2 separate regions of the Ovis aries genome follow, and region 1 is linked to region 2. A link is a contact called in public Hi-C data. All regions are on one chromosome and are shown on one strand. Each heading gives the region's core, a stretch centred on a gene start, on an enhancer-like site or on the middle of the called end of the contact. The rest is flanking DNA. Distances are from core to core; before and after follow the strand shown. Region 1 holds the start of CROT (carnitine O-octanoyltransferase). Region 2 overlaps LOC101122517 (phosphatidylcholine translocator ABCB4).

The links. A called contact is a pair of places that touch in the nucleus more often than the background predicts.
Region 1: a Hi-C map of liver shows a contact between it and region 2, with 4 times the contacts expected there. The contact joins the promoter of CROT here to the enhancer-like site in region 2. A contact is called at or near these places in 3 of 16 Hi-C or Micro-C datasets (hypothalamus, liver and tail adipose tissue).

Annotation. Positions count from the first base shown.
Region 1 is chr4:34,465,792-34,468,683 of ARS-UI_Ramb_v3.0, reverse strand. CROT (carnitine O-octanoyltransferase) reads left to right here and starts at 1,500. Exons shown (of 19, transcript XM_060414583.1): 1 at 1,500-1,688; 2 at 2,043-2,153; 3 at 2,282-2,372.
Region 2 is chr4:34,392,611-34,395,469 of ARS-UI_Ramb_v3.0, reverse strand. LOC101122517 (phosphatidylcholine translocator ABCB4) reads right to left here. Exons shown (of 29, transcript XM_060414577.1): 22 at 1,716-1,919. Among named protein-coding and RNA genes, the nearest start is that of CROT, 73 kb to the left of the region's middle. Within about 2 kb of position 1,294, at least 5 of the 54 cell types and tissues checked have an H3K27ac peak or open chromatin away from gene starts, as enhancers often do. A contact at or near this core is called in liver, where this site is marked.

The sequences.
Region 1 (2,892 bases), core at 251-2,750, 73 kb before region 2:
AAATTCTATAGCACCCTCAGACATTAGATATGCAAAAACTGTAAGAGGTACCAAAATTTACTAGGGAAGAGAAAAAAATACTCTGAAGTTTATTTTTGACTATTTTAAAAATTGTGTTTAAGAATAATATCTTGCAAACCAATTTTAACATTATCCAGAACATAACATGTAAATACTATGATAGTTTCTTTCCCCACATCCTTGCAAGCCAAGTTTAACGTTATCTAGAACATAGCATCTAAATATTATGAGTGAAATTTTTTTCCCCACATCTTCACAAATTACTACAACTTTATAATCCCTTGTCTGAAACCTTATTTGGCCTGACAGGTTTCAGAATTCAGAACATTTATCAGAAAAGTGTGTCTGCCACATATTATGTAACACCACTAGCAAGCACAGAAGATGCACTGCAACCAAACTTATTCGTATTTTTGCAGCAAACTTACAAATACTCATTTGTATCCTCAGTTTCCTTCTGGTCACATTTTACAAAGTTAGGAAAAGATTGGGACCTGGGACAGACATGTTAATTTGAAATCCAGTTATTTATATGATATCCATTTCACAGTCACTGTAAACTATTGGCCTTTTCTTTCACAAAAATGAAAATGTATTTAAAATGAAAACTGAAACAGTGTATTTCCAGGAGTAAATGTAAAATAGATTTGCTTGTGAAGCTATGTTAATTGTATTATGATCTTTCTCTAGCACTTGCCTAGTTCCCTCTGGTTGAAAACTCATTTCTTGGTGCGACAGTAGAAGGTATCAGGTCACCCTGAAGCTTGCAGTGTGAGTCCCTGCGCGCTGCAAGGTCCTCGGGCAGCAGGGAGACCTGTGGGAGGGTAAGGAAGCTCTGACAGCCCAGTGCTGCAGGATGTCTAGCTGGGCAAATTTCAGCCTCAGTGGATGAAGCAAAAGAGAGACCAAGTGGGGATTTATGTGGTTACTGTTCTCTTGGTAGGACATGGAGGGAACGATAGTATTCCTCCTTAAGGCACTGGTATAAATTCTCACTTGGGAGTTACAAAAAGTGACGAGGAGTTCTTCACTTTGGGAAGAGCGGCTACTAAGTAGGAGCTGGAGCTAGAAGAGGAACAGCGCGGCGAGCTTGCACCTCCACAGCTTGCGTGAAAATAGGCCGTTTGTTTTTATACCGGTTCCAGAAAGTCAGCTCCTGAGCGGAGCGCAGCCCGCCCTCAGCTCCAGCCACGTCCCGAGTGAGGCGCTGTGGTCCACCGGCTGCAAGCAGTTACTGGCAGGCTGGGTTCGGACTGCGGCCCTTACGGCCCGCCCGCCAGGCCTGTCGGTGGCGGGCAGCTGACCTGGAAAGCCCGAGAGAGGCGTGGCCAGGTCGCGAGAAAGCGCAGACCCCGCCTGCCCTCCGCGCCTTCAAGGACCGGGCGGGCCCCCAGGGCATGCCAACCAATCCCCGCTTCCCGGTGACCGCGGGGCGGGACCGTCGCGGCGTTCCGTCCAATTCGCGCTCTTCTGGGCTTGAGCGGAGCAGGCCGGTGCAGCAGGGGCTCGGGACTGTTTGGCTGGCGGAGTTTGCGCTCCCTCCCTCTCTCCCCTAATATTTTGGGGGTGGGGAGAAGTTAAGGACAGAGTTAAATGGTGTAGAGCAGCAGAGGTGACAGGACTCGGCGGAGGTGACTTCGGGCATGTCGCTGGCCCGAGTCTGAGAGGTACTCCTGAAGTTGGGCCGCTGGGCTGGTCCGTGGTGGTGCTTCGTTAGATTGCTGTCACCTGGTGGTTTTTAGAGTGTGCGGAGCTGCCTTTGTGGTGGTGGGGGTCGTCTCCGAGCTCTCGTCGCCCTCTCCTCCTGTCTCTGGAGCCAGGCTTTGAACTTGCAGCCCTGCGATAAATCGCCAGCACCAGGCCCCTGGGCACCGGGAGGTACACTGTTATCGGGGGCTTATCTAACGGAAGGGAGTGGGGTTGTCCTAGTAGTTAACCTAGTTAATCCGTGTAGTAATTTTTATCTAGCTTTCTGGCTAAGGAAAGGAAATGGCAACTCACTCCAGTGTTCTTGCCTGGAGAATCCCAGGGACGGGGGAGCCTGGTGGGATCTATGGGATCGCACAGAGTTGGGCACGACTGAAGCGACTTAGCAGCAGCTTTCTGGCAGATGGACTTTTTGCGTGTTTGCTGTGAGTTCCGAAGGGATGAGACTTGGCTCCTCCCATCCCTTTAGTTGTATGTCTTCCACCCTCTTTTACTAGTTTTTGTTAATTTTTTACTCCTGGAATTGTTAAGCTTGTTTTCGCCCTGCCCACAGTTCACCAGCTCAGTTCACACTCTTGTGGTTCCTGAACAGAATTGTTGCAACAAGCACTTGGCAGTCCTAAACAACTCGTCTTGGTTTACCGGTATGTGGTAATCTATTCCTTTTACTTCTTTTTCCTGATTCTGTTTTGTACTCAGAGTTTCATCTTACTGCTCCCAGTGGGCACTGTAATTAAGTCCGGCATCATCACTTTCCTAAAGCATTTATTTATAGGTTTTTTTGGAATTGTATTATTCAGTCTTTGTGATTGAGAGTTCAGAACAATCCTCCATGAAAGAATCTGATAATTCACGTTTTTACTGTGTACCTCTTGCTGAGTTAAGACCGTAGTGAGTATGGAATTGATCGTCGTGGTCTCAGATGCCTAGAGGGTAAGTGGCACGTATGTATACAGAGAATAGTTTGTTTTTCTACATAGGTGTATTAGCTTCCTATTGCTTCATAACAGTTTATCACAAACCTAACAGTTAAAAAACAAATTTATTAACTGGCATCTCTATAGATGCAAAGTTTGGGTAGGTTTAGCTGGGTTCACTGCTTAGTGTCTCACAAAGCTGAAATGAATTTGTTGGTCCCGGCTTTCTGAGGGAGAATCCATCTTC
Region 2 (2,859 bases), core at 45-2,544:
ACAACAACAACAAAAAAAACAGTGGTGTGGCAGAAGAGCGGAGGGCAAGGGTCGGGGGGCAGAGATTCCAAGACCTTTCTAACCCTCATTTTGGGTTAATAAGGAGTTGACAGAATAAACCAAATTGAAATATGATTGAATTGCTGATAATTAACATTTATAATTTTTAACCTCTCATTAAAAAAACAAAACCCTTATTAGGTTAAAGCAGCTACTAAAAATATTTCAGACTGGTCAACGTGAGCTGTTCATCCTCTGATCCCTGAAATGACAGAGTAGTAGCAGAAAGGAACCTGGGACATTATCTGGTACAATTTCTCACATTATATAAGTGAAAACTGAGGGCCAGAGAAGTGAGGGATCTCCAGTATGATATACTGAGCAGCGATAAGGCCAGGACAGATGATCAAGAATGGCGTTTTGTTTGCCAAGCTGTTCCATTCTAACAGCCCTGCTCCTGCCAGAAAACTCTGGCAACTTTCAGTGTCATTAGCCATTTTTAACAGAAGTAAGGCTCTATTAACTAGATTCAAGATGTTTTCTTCCATGTAACTGGTCTAAGAAAAAATGATCTCCACTCTACCTACTGACAATTTCCCTTCTGAAATGTGAAAAGCAGTAGGGTTCAGGAGAAAGGAAACAAACACTCTGGCATGGTTTTTAGTGGCGACAAACAAAACAAGGAAATGACGCCATAAAGGAGCCACAGCCAGCAGCCAAGAGGGTCTTCCAGGACTCTGGGTACCTGAGAGCTGAAGTCTGGGAATTATGCTGACTGCTCTTCTTTCCCATGAGCGAGACATGCTATCTGCCCCACCTCGAGTAACCACAACTCTATTAAGGCCTAAGCAGTATTGTCTGTGAAAAGGCTTTGCAAATGCTGTGCTATAGAAACTACATCACAATTTTCACTATTTCTTCACCTCTTAATGTTTCAATGTAGCATAATATTTACATAAGTAAGGGTAAAAAAATTCCTGGTTGTTGACTACACTTAACATTTAAATACATGTATGTGTAAATAAAATGTAGGCTTAGACACATTTAAACCTATATGAAGAGGCTATATGGTAAAGAACTTTGAAGTAGACCAGGATTTGAATCCGAGCCATGCCTTTAACTTGTTTCTTTCTTGAGTTCCGCATTTGTAAAATTGGCAAAACATTAGTACTTGACTCATAGGATTCTTGTGAGGATGAGTTGGGACATATAAATACTTAGAACAATAACTGGCTCAAAGTAAGGTCCAAGTTTAAGTGTGTGCCCAATTGCCGTTACAATTAGAATCACAAATCTGAGCATTACTGCCCTCTGGTGGCTGCCTAACTTAACTACAGAAATCACAACCGAGAACAGGACTGTCTACTTAGAACAGTACACATATTTCTCTGCCTTAAGGACTCTTTGTCTGTAAAACAGGGGTAACCTTTGTCCTAACAATGGCATCAGTGTACAAAGTAAAAGGTAAAACGAACTCTGAAAACTCAGAAATTTTCTGAATTATAGCACTTTCTATACACTAAAATTTTACATTAATTATCCCATTTTCAAGTTCTAGGCATTGACACAGTAAGGTATTTCATACTCAGTGCTGACCACTATTAGTTGTCGGGAGCACTAACATTATCAAAATATGCATGTTGTAACAAATCAATCAAATAAAACCCATGTCTTAACAACCATACTTATATCAACTGAAGCCTTATTTGACCCACCTTTCCAGCAGTTTCCAGTTCCTTTTTATCTCTTTTGGCATTTCCAGCCAGCAATTTCATTTCAACAATTCCTGATACAGCAATAATTGGAACAACTGATAGCAGCAAAAGGGTTAATTGCCAACCGTAGATGAATGCTATAATAATACCAGTTCCAAGGTTAGCTGTATTCTGTGCAATCAGAGCCAACCTGGTCCCAATGGCCTGGATGAGCAAAAGAAGAGAGGGAGCTGTATTTTAAGTTGCAGACCTGTGAGCTACAGCCTTCAACCTCCTGGTCAGAACCATGAGACAGGGATTTATGCCTGTGCTAACATTTGCTCTCTTTCATTACAATAAACCCAAGATTGTTGTTATTGTTTAGTTGCTCAGTCGTGTCCAACTCTTTCGCGACCCCATGGACTGCAGCATGCCAGGCTCCCTGTCGTTTACTATCTCCCAGAATTTGCTCATACTCATGTCTATTGAGTCTACGATGCCATGCAACCATCTAGTCCTCTATCGCCCCCTTCTCCTCCTGTCCTTAATCTTATCCAGCATCGAACGAGTTGGCTCTTCGCATCAGGTGCCCAAAGTAGTCTCATGCATCACTTGGGAGGCTCTGCAGGTTAGTCTCTGTCTGTGCCTTTCAACTCTCACTCCTTTCCTGGCCACATGGATTCAGCATCACAGAACCAAGTCACCATTGCTCTGCTTTGGGGAGAGGCTATGGGGCACATACACTTTTTCCTGAAGGCAATGTTTAAAGAGCAAATAAACCTTGGACACTCTTGTCATTTTAAAGCCTGTTTGCTTCACATGTATAAGAGGGAGGCTCACGAACTCCAACAGACCATCAGTTGCAAAGGGTACAGATCCTAAGAGGCCATCTTCTGGAAAGCCTTCATAAAGATGAAGTACTGTTTCCACCAATCAGAAAAAGAGGGATGTCATAGGGACATCACAGGTGACATCTTGCATTGTGCAGAAGCAATGAGCTTTGTGTAACAGGCCTCAGCTCCAAGGTTGGGGGCGAAAGCCAGGGAGAGGGCAGCATCCTCCTGAGCCAGTTATTAGTTCAGGATTGGGTATGTGACCCAAATTAAATTAGATTTAAAGGGTGTTGGTTTGGTGGTTGAGGTCCAGGTATGCCTTCTCTTTCGTG